2 separate regions of the Mus musculus genome follow, and region 1 is linked to region 2. A link is a contact called in public promoter capture Hi-C data. All regions are on one chromosome and are shown on one strand. Each heading gives the region's core, a stretch centred on a gene start, on an enhancer-like site or on the middle of the called end of the contact. The rest is flanking DNA. Distances are from core to core; before and after follow the strand shown.

Region 1 (5,831 bases), core at 2,636-5,135, 1.1 Mb before region 2:
CCATCTTTTGATAAACACCTCAGCCAACCATTCAAACAAACTTTTGACACCTTTTTTAACTATGCGAGCTTCCGTATTAAACCTAGAATCTCTACTCAGAGGACCCATGTCAATAAACTCAGCCTGCTCTAGTTTTATGTTCCTTCCACCCTTATCCCACACCCTTAAAATCCATTCCCACACATATTCACCAGGTTTCTGCTTGAATGAATTAGCAAACTCATTAAGCTCCTTAGTAGTGTAGCGAATTTCCTCATGGACTACACTTTCTACCTCCCCTCTAGGAGCCTGTTTTGCTTTGAGTCTGGTTACAGGTCTAGAAGAAACTATTGGTGGGCCGTGAGCAGACTCTGCAAAATTAATTTCCTCATGTGGGGAAGGCATTATTTCAAGAGGTGGGGCTGAGGGTACTACTTCCTCAGGTGGGGCAAACCCTTGAGAATCTGAGGATTCAAAATTCTCAGCTTCAACATGGTCTTCCCACACATCCCCATCCCATGTTGTAGGATCCCATTCTTTGCCAATTAGAGCCCTTACTTTAACTGTCGACACACTCTGAGGCTGAGACTTGAATTTTCGCTGTAGTTCAGCCAACCTTACAATGAGAGTTTCTGTTTGATTTTCTGCAACTTGAGCTCTATTGCTACAAGAGAGAAGATTCTCCTCAAGGACACACTTAGCAACTTTTAGATCGTTTACTTGTGTCTGGAGACTTTCGATTTTATCACACAACTCCTTCCTTTCATTCATCATTCTTTCCACAGATACTAAGAGCAGCCAGCCAGTAAAATCATTTTCCGATTTTTTCCCCATCTTGTAGAAAGCTTTGTGCACTGAATCACCTAATTCATTAAGAAAATCAAGGTCATTAGCTTCTTTAAGTTCGGAATATAGTTTCAACCATGGGTCTTCAAAATTCTCTGAGCTCCCAGGAGGGAGAGAATCTGGAGAGGTTTCAATAGTTGAAAGTGCTGGTGGATCAACAAGCCAATTCCAGTATTTTAAAAGATTCATCCTTGTACTTCTGTTACTCTAGAACCACTCCTGGTACCAAGTTCTGTATTAGTCAGGGTTCTCTAGAGTCACAGAACTTATGGATAGTCTCTAGATAATAAAGGAATTTATTGATGACTTACAGTCGGCAGCTCAATTCCCAACAATCGTTCAGTCACAGCTGTGAATGGAAGTCCAAGGATCTAGCAGTTACTCAATCTCACGCAGCAAGCAGGTGAAGGAGCAGGAGCAAGAGCTAGACTCCCTTCTTCCAATGTCCTTATATTGTCTCCAGCAGAAGGTGTAGCCCAGATTAAAGGTGTGTTCCACCACACCTTTAATCCCAGATGAAAGGCGTAGCCCAGATTAAAGGTGTGTTTCTTAAACTCGGAGATTCAATCTTCTGGAATCCATAGCCACTATGGCTCAAGATCTTCAAACCAAGATCCAGATAAGGATCTCCAAGCCTCCAGATAAGGGTCACTGGTGAGCCTTCCAATTCCGGATTGTAGTTCATTTCAAATATTGTCAAGTTGACAACCAGGAATAGCCACTACATCTGCAAAAAGTGATATTTTGACTTCTGCATTCTGATGATGGTGAGTGGTCTTGATTTCTGTTAGTAGGATTCTTATGTTTGCCTTTCGCCATCTTGTATTCTCTGGAGCTAGTTGTTATAGTTGTCTCTGGTTAGAGCTTGTTCCTCAGGTGATTATGTTAGCCTTTATCAGCAGACCTGGGAGACTAGCTCTATCCTTAGTTTCAGTGGTCAGAGTACTCTCTGCAGGCAAGCTCTTCTCTTGCAGGGAAGGTGCCCAGATATTTGGTGTTTGAACCTGCCTCCTGGCAGAAGTTGTGTTCCACTCACCAGAGGTCTTAGGATCCCGTGGCAGATCCTGTGTGGGTCCTTGCGGGTGTCTGCAGACTCCCCGGGCCAGGGACCACGGTGCAGCAGTGGGCCAGAAGGGACTTGAGCCCTGGGTCAGGCTGGATTATCTGCTTCCTTAATTAATGCAGTCTCAGGTCCTGCGCGATTGGATTGGAGCAGGCGCTGTGTTCCACTTACCAGAGGTCTTAGGATCCCGTGGCGGATCCTGTGTGGGACCTTGCGGGTGTCCGCAGACTCCCCGGGCCAGGGACCACGGTGCAGCAGTGGGCCAGAAGGGCTCCTCCACAGTTTTGAAAGCCTTGTTACCATCCATAGGGCAACCCAGATGTGAGCTGCAGGTCTCCTCCTGAACACCAGGGGGCGAAATTGGACCATATAATCAACAGAAAAAAACAGAAAAAAGGCATAACCACCCCTTGTATATTTTCTTTTTTTACATTTTAAATGTTTTCCCCTTTCCAGGTCTCCCCTTCAGAAATCCCCTATCCTCACCTCCCTTCCCCTACCTCTAAGAGGATGGTCCCACACCCACCCACTCTCATTCTCCTGCCCTGGCATTCCCCTACACTGGAATATTGAACAGCCTCAGGCCTGAGGGCCTCTCCTCCCACTGATATCCAATAAGGCCATCTTCTGCCACATGTGTGGCCAGGGCCATGGGTCACTAATGGATACAGAAAATGTGGTATATTACACAACAGACTACCAATCAGCCATTAAAAACAATGACTTCATGAAATTCATAGGCAAATGGATGGAACTTGAGAATATCATCCTGAGTGAGGTAACTCAGTCACAAAGGAACAAACAAACAAGATATTTACTCACTGATAAGTGGATATTAGCCCAAAAGTTCAGAATACCCAAGATTCAATTCACAGACTATATGAAGCCTAAGAAGAAGGAAGACCAAAGTGTGGATGCTTCACTGCTTCTTAGAAGGGTGAACAAAATCTTCACAGGAGGAAATACGGAGACAAAGTGTGGAGCAGAGACTGAAGGAAAGGCCATCCAGAGACTGCCCCACCTGGGGATCCATTCAACATATAGCCACCAAACCCATATGCGATAGTGGATGCCAGGAAGTGCTAGCTGATGGAAGCCGGATCTGTCTGTCTCCTAAGAAGCTCTACCAGAGCCTGACAAGTACAGAGGCAAGGTGGAAGCTCACAATCAACCATTGGACTGAGCATGGGGTCCCTGATGGAGGAGTTGGAGAAGGGACTGAAGGAGCCGAGGGGGGTTTGCAGCCCAGTGGAGGGAGCAACAGTGCCAAGAGGCCAGACCCCCACAGAGCTCCCGGGATCTGGATGACCAACGAAAGAATACGCAAGAACCTATCTTGCAACCTGGATTGCAGTTTCCATCCCAGTTGACACAACTGGAGCCAGCTCCCTCACGTAACCATACTCTGTCCTACTGGCTTTTTCCTGTATCTCTGAGAACTCCATTCTGCAAGGACAACCAATGTGGTCCCTTCCATCCTCCATCATCCATGGGAGAGATGGGAAATCCCAGGGCATTCACCAAGGAGAACAAAGCCATCCTGGGAATGTTACGGAGAGCATGGGCAGACCTGAATCACATTTGGCCAGCACCGGAAGCTGGGGAGGTCTTCCTGGCGCCCTCTATAGGAAGATGGAGCACACAGTCCTCTTTCCAGGACACACAGGTCACCTCCTCCTGCACACCCAGGATATGAAGCCCCTGAGACAACTTGTATCCTAGGATCAGACACATGACTGGTGTCATCAGTGACGATGGATCAGGTCCTACCCAGTCATCACTCAGCTAGGCCTTTCCTTAACCCTCCAGATAACTCTGCCACTTCCTGCCTGGAGTAAACCACACTTTGAGTGAGCACTGAGAACAGGGCACACAGGGCTCCCCTGAGGTTTATGTCACTCTAGGCTACAGGAAGTGCTGGAACTCCCTCTGCTGCTGACAGCCCCAAGGCCAGGGTATAGGACACATCTCAGCCTTTCTGCTCAGAGTATGTTCTAGAACACTGCTCAGAGTATGTTCTAGAACAATGAACTGGGAAGAGAGGAATAGAAGGATGGGAGGCCCGCACTGACAGAACAGCATTGTTAGAGTCACAGGCTCCACCCCCACCCCACGTGAATCTGGGAGGTGCCCTTCTCTGGGAGGAGAATCAATTCTGCTATGAAAAGCAGGGCAGATATCAGGGCAGCCAGGCTTAGCAGTAGTGTTGGAGAAGAAGCTAGCAGGCAGAAGAGACATGGAGCTGGCCTCAGCACATCTCCACAAAGGGCAGGTTCCCTGGTTTGGACTACTGCTCACAGGTAAGGAGATATTCCTTCCCAGTAGAGAGCAGGGGAGCTCAGAGACTGGCTGGGGTCTTCTGGGAGAGGAAAGGAACCTGAGAAGGGACATCTGGCTTCTGCTTGAAGCTTGACGGCAACAGGAAGCTCTCAGTGAGTGTGAATTGGCTAGTGGTGAGGAGAAACTCAGTTCTTCCCTATTGTTAAGTTTATCGCACTGGCTAGGATATCCTGAAGACTGAAGTCCACAACTCTGTCAGGGTGACTCTCCACATAAAAACCAAACTGGGGCAAGTAAATAGAATTATTGCATACTACACTAAGAAATTTGCAAATACACTAGGCTCTGGGACACTGATTTGCAAAGAGGTATATGAGCATGTTCCAAGCAGCAAGGGTTAAGCCAAAATCTACCTAGCCCTCCTCACAAAGCCCTAGTTCTATGTGCAGAACGGCAGACCTGCGAGGGCATCTAGGTGGGGTCAGGTTGGCAAGCACTTCAGAAAAAAACAAAGAAGAGAAAGGCCAGAAAATGAAGGCGCAGGGTCTTTAGAGGAGGAGGTCAGAGAAGATAGGCCTACACTCAGCAAAGACTCTGAGTGTGAGCTGGGATCTGAGGGCAGTGAGCAGTGAGCTGTGTGAATGCCGGAGAAGAGCGTTTCCTACAGTGGAAAGATGAGGAATGGAGGTGATCTGCTGGCCACCACCCAATAGGACACAGGCACAGCAAGGCTGAGAGGTTTTGCAAAGGTCCTAAGATTGATAGGTCTTTCTCTCTTCCCTCTTAGCCTCACTTTTAGCCTCCTGGAGCCCTCCCACCACTGCACAAGTGACTGTTATGGCTTTTCCACTCCACGCTGCTGAAGGCAACAATGTTATTCTAGTTGTTTACAATATGATGAAGGGAGTCTCGGCCTTTAGCTGGCACAAGGGATCTACTACGTCTACAAATGCTGAAATTGTACGATTTGTAACAGGCACTAATAAGACTATAAAAGGGCCTGTACACAGTGGCAGAGAGACACTATACAGCAATGGATCCCTGCTCATCCAAAGGGTCACCATGAAGGATACGGGAGTCTACACAATAGAAATGACAGATCAAAACTATCGTCGTAGGGTCCTGACTGGACAATTTCATGTACACAGTAAGTAATTCTCTGTAACCTCTGGGTCATGGGTAGAGCTAATCCTGCCTCCCACACAGCATTGACAATCCTAGATGACTCTACTATGTCCCTTACCTTGTGGAAGGAGCATTTAGTTCACGGCACACAGAGGGGAGAAAACCAGCAATAAACAGGGATGCCTTGCTTGGACCCACTCTTTCAGAAAAGAGATTGTTAGGTAACTCAGTCTGAGGATGTCAGACTCTGCACAGTAACTTAGGATGTGTACTGACTAGTTTTGTGTCAACTTGACACAGCTGGAGTGATCAAAGAAAAAGGAGCTTCAGTTGAGGAAATGGCTCCACGAGATCCAACTGTAAGGCATTTTCTCAATTAGTGATCAAGGGGGAAAGGCCCCTTGTGGGTGGGACCATCTCTGGGCTGGTAATCTTGGTTCTATAAGAAAGCAGGCTGAGCAAGCCAGGGGAAGCAAACCAGTAAGGAACATCCCTCCATGGCCTCTGCATCAGCTCCTGCTTCCTGACCTGCTTGAGT
Region 2 (6,549 bases), core at 1,219-3,718:
AACTCACAGCAATCCTCCTGCCTCATCCTCCTGTGTGTGAGGATTACAGACAGGCATCACCTGCCATTCATTCTAACTCTGCACTTTTGCCCCCTTCCTTCCTTTTTTTCCAAGACAAGGTTTCTCTGTGTTACCCTGACTTTCCTGAAACTTGCTCTGTAGACCAGGATGGAGGCCTTGAACTCACAGAAATCCACCCACTTCTGTCTCCCTAATGCTTGAATCAAAGGCATGCGACCCCCCCCCCCCCGCCCCATCTCCCAACCTCTAACTCTTCTTCTTTCTAGTTCTTTTTGTCTTTTTTTTTTTCCAGAGCTGAGGACCAAACCCAGGGCCTTGCGCTTGCTAGGCAAACCCTCTACCACTGAGCTAAATCCCCAACACCTTCTTTCTAGTTCTTGAAAGGACTTTCTACCCTGGGTCCCATTTAGGTCCTGTGTCCTCTCTACTTGGTCAGCTCTGGACATTGGATCTTTATCCCTTGTCCACCCATTCCATCCTCTTCCTTAGCTACTCCTCAGGATTCTCTCCAAGACATGAATCTTTCCTCCTGAAGCTCTAACCCTGCCCAGTAGCCCTCCAAGATAATCAACTGAGCTTACCTCCAAAAACATTCTCTCCCCCTTCCCCGACACTCTCCTAGGTTCTAGTCCCAGCCCGTAGCTCCTGCCTGTCTCAGAGTCTCCAGTTCTGCCCAATATTCTAGCCCTGCCCCTGGCTTCCTTAACCATGCTTAATGCTTCCTTCTAGACGCTAGTTCCCATACTCTGGCTCCTTCCCTAAATTCTCTTCCTACCTTTATATTATTTTATTAAATATTTCTGAAATGTTTTCACTATTTATGGCTGGTCACTATTTATGTAAACCAGGCTGGCCTTAAAGTCAGAAATCCACCTGCCTTGGAATTAAGGCTATTTTCCCATCACACTCTACTCTGTTCTTGGTAGACTAGCCCTGCCGGGGCTTAACAGCACACAGCCCAGCTGTTCTCACCCTCAGGAGGGGTCATATATCCGATATTCTGCCCATCAGATATTTACATGAAGATTTCTAACAGTTGCAAAATTACAGTTATGAAGTAGCAACAAAAATAATTTTATGGTCGGAGGTCACCAAACTGTGAGGAGTTGTATTAAAGGATCATAGCATTCGGAAGGTTGAGAACCACTTTCAAAGACCCACCTCAGCCCCCAAACGTTTGTCCCACCCCAGGACCGAAGTCCCTCCTGCAGGTCTTCACCTAGGCCACGTCTCGCCAATGTTATAGCCCCCCGCCTCAGACTGCCCAGTTTTTTTTTTCGTTTTTTTTTTAAAGATTTATTTATTATTATGTGTAAGTACACTGTAGCTGTCTTCAGATGCACCAGAAGAGGGCGTCAGATCTCATTATAGATGGTTGTGACCCACCATGTGGTTGCTGGGATTTGAACTAAGGACCTTCGGAAAAGCAGTCCGTGCTCTTAACCACTGAGCCATCTCTCCAGCCCCCGACTGCCCAGTTTCTAATCAGAACTTTTGCACCAGCCTAGCCTTAGTCTGGCCCCCATTTCCCAGACAAGTTCCAGGAACAGAAAGGCTAAGTAACTGTCCTGAACCACACAGCCAGTTTTGACCCCAGGTGGCAGCCCCACTCCAGGGTCCCCTCCTCCCGGGGTTGGATTTCACAGTAAGAACTGTCCTGTCTGAGCCCCGAGATCCGGTCTGCAATTTAGAGCCGGTCCCTTTGTGCCAGATATCCTTTCTTCAACAAGAGCCCCTCCCCTTTGCACCCCCACCCCTCCCCCCTCTAGCTCCCAGACCACCCAGGCCCCGCCAGAGATCTTTTCCCACCCCATTAATCATCTCCGGTCTCCCGCGGACTAGAGAGGGCTTTCCGAGTTATTCACCGTGCCAAACCCTGACTCAATTCCTTCCCCATTTCCCTCTACTTTCTCAACACCATTTCCCCCGCATTTCCTGGAGGAAGAAGGCTGAGGACATAACATAGTAAAAGACAAGTGTATTCGAGGGACAGGCCCTGGGCTCCCGCTGAACTCTGTGGACCTTTGAGATGTAGACCCCTGAGCCCCTGTCTTGTCCCAAAGTGGGATCCCCACACAGACCAAAACACTGTGGGGAGTGGCTGTGAGGTCACATGTCCAGTTATCATTCAACCCCTAGCTGTGAGGCTTTGGACCAGCTTCTTAACCTCTCTGTTCCTCCGCGTCCTCCAGTGTGCCAGGCACTGTGCACCAGGGATCAGCGTTTACTAAATGAATGCCTGCGGGAGTCTGACTGTGCCACGTGGAGCCTGAGAACACACCCGGAGAATAGCTGGATAGAAGGGTGGAGCGCTGGGCCATCCTCCTCTAGCTCACGCCCGGTGCCACCACGCAGCTCTTACCTGGGACACAGGTAGTCGCCAGCAACAGCAGCAGCAGCAGCCGCCTTGGGAGTCCCATGGGTTCTTCCTTCACCTCTGCTCTAGACTGACCGAGGGGAAGAAGACAGTTTTGTGACCCTAGGGCTCCTCCCACTGTTTGCTAAAGAGTGAGTCAGCTCCAGGGGTTGCCTCGCCTCCCCCCGCCCCGCCCCCGCCCCCCCCCCCCAGCCCTTCCTCTTCCATAGTTCAAGAAACTCTGCCCCTTCCATACATAGTAAGATGCAGTCTCAAAAAAGGAGGGAGGGAAAGAGGGAGGGAGGAACGGAGGGAGAGAGGGAGGGAGAAGGAGGGATGAGGGAGAGAGAGAGAGAGAGAGAGAGAGAGAGAGACTATGATGGAGAAAGGAAGACAACCAAATAGCAAGGGTTAGAATCCTCTCTAGCCTTGGCTATTTCTTACCAATCAGAGTTTATGTTTTCAAAGTTTGTTTTATTTGAGTTTCTCCAGAGAGAGTCTTGCTATGAAGACCAGCCTTGAACTCAGGAACCTCCTGCCTCAGTCTCCCCCGAGTCTGGATCATGGGCACGCTACCATCCTTGGCCGAGGCGGTACAATTCCATGTAGGGAAATCATGTGGAACACTAACTTGCCAAACTAGAGGGCAAAATTCCTTCAGCTCCTGACCAAGGACCTCCTGGGTACTGGGCACTGTTCCAGGAACTGGAACACAGCAGGAAACACAAGGACGCCACCCTCTGCCATTACGATGGGGAGGATACATTAGTTATCTAATCTCTCCCATCAGTCGGAAACCAGGGGAAAAACAAGTTGAAAGAGGAACAAACTGTAGGGAGAGAGGTAAATGGCTTAATTGCTTTGGGAGGGTGATGCGGAGGGCAGCCAGGAAAGGTGTGCAAGAAGTCTAGTGGATTCCTACAGAAAGCCTTTGAGGGAGAGGAAAGAGTCATCGCAAAAGCCCTGAGGGCAAAGAATCACTCAGAGCGGCTCAGTGTGGCTGATGAGTGGGAACCAGAGAGAGCAGAGAGCAATGAGTAGCACCCGTACAGTAGTGATGTCACTGCTGTGAGTACCGAGTCACTGAAGCCTGAGCTGGGAAACACGGAACCCAAGGTCTCCTGCAGGATTGACAAGGAGTCTACCACTGAGCCACGCCCCCAGCCCCTCACTGGGGGAGGCTAGGCAGAGGCTCTACCACTGTGCCACGCCCCCAGCCCCTCCCTGGGGGATTCTAGGCAGGGGCTCTACCACTGAGCCACGCCCCCAGCCCCTCACTGGGGGATTCTAGGCAGGGGCTCTACCACTGAGCCATGCCCCCAGCCCCTCATTGGGGGATTCTAGGCAGGGGCTCTACCACTGAGCCACGCCTCCAGCCCCTCACTGGGGGAGGCTAGGCAGAGGCTCTACCACTGAGCCACACCCCAACCCCTCACTGGGGGAGGCTAGGCAGGGGCTCCACCACTGAGCCACACACCCAGCTTGGCTTGATTTAATGTCAAGATAAGGTAAAAGGTGAAAAATAAAAATAAAAATGCCCAAATAAAGTTTTCCTCTAAGAGGTCCTAACTGAGAGAGTAGGGGGCTGGCCCCAGACTGTGAGGGCTGTGTGACTTACTGATCATTAGCAGGTGTCTTTCTTAGCCTCTCTGTGCTGCAAGCTCATCTGGAAGGTTGAGACAGCAAAGGTCTGAGAGGAGCCCTGAGAGAAGTGAGAGAGATCCTGTTTCATATGGAGGAGGAAAACAAACTGTGATTGCTTTAGGGCCTCAGGCGTAGTATATGCTCAATAAGAAGGTGGTTGTCTTGAACATATTCATTCCTAACTCTAGAATCTGTCAATTGAAAAGCTTTTGCTGGGGGCTGGAGAGATGGCTCAGCATTTAAGAGCACTGACTGCTCTTCCAAAGGTCCTGAGTTCAAATCCCAGCAACCACATGGTGGCTTATACCAATCTGATGCCCTCTTCTGGGGTGTCTGAGGACAGCTACAGTGTACTTACATATAATAATAAATAAATTTAAAAACATTCTACAAAGTTGATTGACTAAGCGTAGAGTTGGAATGTTACAGGTCCAGAGCCAAATTTATGGTAGGCTACCTATGTTTTTTTAAAATAGGTATGTATTGCTTTTCTCGGTGTTGGCTCTAACATTCGGGCAGCTGCTGGATAGTTTGGGGGTGTGCAAACACATCCCCAGCTTCTACCAATCTAAAGGCTACGAACATCATCAGAGAGCATCTGAGGTCTATAGTAGAATTTTCCCAGTTTGTTCTAAGCCTCAGCTTTGAAAGTTGCTGTGAGATTCAGCCTACTTCATGCTGTCGCTCTGAGAAGTTCATGTAACCGTGGGTGCTTAGGGGATCACGAATCTGTGTCCCCTGGCCATGGTCACTCACGTTTGGCTCCAGAATGCACTCATCCTCTGGGGAGAGGTGTGCTTTATGGCAGCTGGCCCAACCTCTCTCCCAACCCTTCCCCCTACCCTCCTGCCAGAGCTCTTGCTATGTGACAGGGAAGCTGGCCCCAGCCTGGGAGTCTGAGGTCAGTGTTTGTCATGCTGATGGTGGCCAGGATGGGCCACTCCCTGGTTGTGTCACCATAAGCCAACACAGTTCTCTGTTTCTTTACTTGGAAGACTGAACATTGGTTGGGGCTGGGTTGGGGCAGTGTTTGCCTAGCATACAGAGCTTGGGATCCAGTTGCCACCATACCTGTCCACCAGAGTTCTGGAAGCTGAGACAGGGGCATTAGGCGTGCTGGCATTACTGGCATATGCCACCTCTATCTGCCTCTGCATAACTATCTCTCTTTCTGCGTCCCCTCCTCAGTTGTCTGTTTGTCTGTCCATATCTTCTTCCTTCCCTGTGGGTTTGTACCACTCTGACTTCTGGGAGGTTCCAGTCAGGAGTAGAAGGAAGGGAGAGAAAAGTGCCAAGTCACTGATCCCCTGTGTAGAAAAATTGCAGGAATGTCCACTCCTTCCTTCTGGTGACTCACCTGGCCTCACCCTGCTGCTGGGTTGTGGGCGAGGTCCAGCGCGTGGGGGCTTCCCCAGCCTGAGGAAGGAAAAAAGACTATATAGGGATAAAGGTGAGAGTGGGGGGCAGAGGAGATGGAGAGGAAGAGAGGGAGGAGGAAAGAGACAGGGGAAGGGAGAGGGAGGGGAGAGAGAGAGAGAGGGAGAGGGAGGAAGAGGGAGAGGGAGAGAGAGAGGGAGAGAGAGAGCAGAGTCAGGAGTGAAGGGAGCCAAGGGTTAGAGGGAGAGATGACCTGGGAAGGAGAAACAATAGATGAGAGAAGAGTCTGAGCGGGCTGGGGTGCCGCTCAGTTGTAGAGCACTTGCACGTGAAATGGGCCAAATCAAACCAGATTAGATTAAATTCAAGTTTATTGGGAAGCTGCTCTCGGACGAGTTCACTGGACCCAAGGACTGAAGCCAGGGGAGTCGCCATGGGGAGGGGGAAGAGGAAGAGAGACAAAGAGAGAAGAGAAGGGGTGTGTGTGTGAAGAGAAAGACCAAATGTCTGGATTATATAAGGAAGAATCCCTGGGGGAAGGGCAGCCCAGCCGGTGTACGAGAAAGTTCAGGGTATGCCAGGTAGGGACTGAGGGATGCCGGAGAACCTGGAGGCCAGGTCTGCTTTGGTGTGTAAAATTCGTACCTCAGTCTCTTGTCCCAGGGTCCGAAGCCAAACGTTGCCTAGGATACCCTGGGTCCTGGGTTTGAGGGGCGGGGGGGGGGGGGGAGAGCCGAGGCCACAGAAGGCAGTGGGGTCCCTAGAACCAGGGAGTTCCACACACGAACCATACCTGGATCATCTGTAAGAGCAACTGTAGCTGCCGAGCCATCTCTCCAACTTCCCACCTCTTTAAAAATTAGCACTGGGTGTGGTCCGAGAGGACCCGAGGCCTCACTGGACACCAGACACATAGCTAGTGCACATACAGGTACAAAACACTTACACTTATTAAATAAATAACCCCTTAATTTTTTTTTTTTTTTAAAGATTCTAGCTAGGGGCTGGACAGATACCTCAGAGGATAGGAGGGCTTGCTTCTCTTCCAGAGTTCTCAGTACTCACGTGGGGTAACTCATAGCCACCTGTAGCTGCCCGCAGCTACATGAACTGGGTTCCTGAGAGAAAAGCTGGGGCTGGATGGGAGAGAG

What was found. Promoter capture Hi-C pulls out the DNA fragments that hold promoters and counts their contacts.
Region 1: a promoter capture Hi-C map of hippocampal neurons shows a contact between it and region 2, with 3 times the contacts expected there. The contact joins the promoter of Ceacam2 here to the promoter of Plaur in region 2. A contact is called at or near these places in 2 of 39 promoter capture datasets (hematopoietic stem and progenitor cells and hippocampal neurons).

The regions. Positions count from the first base shown.
Region 1 is chr7:25,538,058-25,543,888 of GRCm38.p6, reverse strand. Ceacam2 (carcinoembryonic antigen-related cell adhesion molecule 2) reads left to right here and starts at 3,885. Exons shown (of 9, transcript NM_001113368.1): 1 at 3,885-4,188; 2 at 4,956-5,315. The coding sequence starts at 4,125. The region is part of intron 6 of 4732471J01Rik (RIKEN cDNA 4732471J01 gene); the gene reads right to left.
Region 2 is chr7:24,458,402-24,464,950 of GRCm38.p6, reverse strand. Plaur (plasminogen activator, urokinase receptor) reads right to left here and starts at 2,468. Exons shown (of 7, transcript NM_011113.4): 1 at 2,384-2,468. The coding sequence starts at 2,441.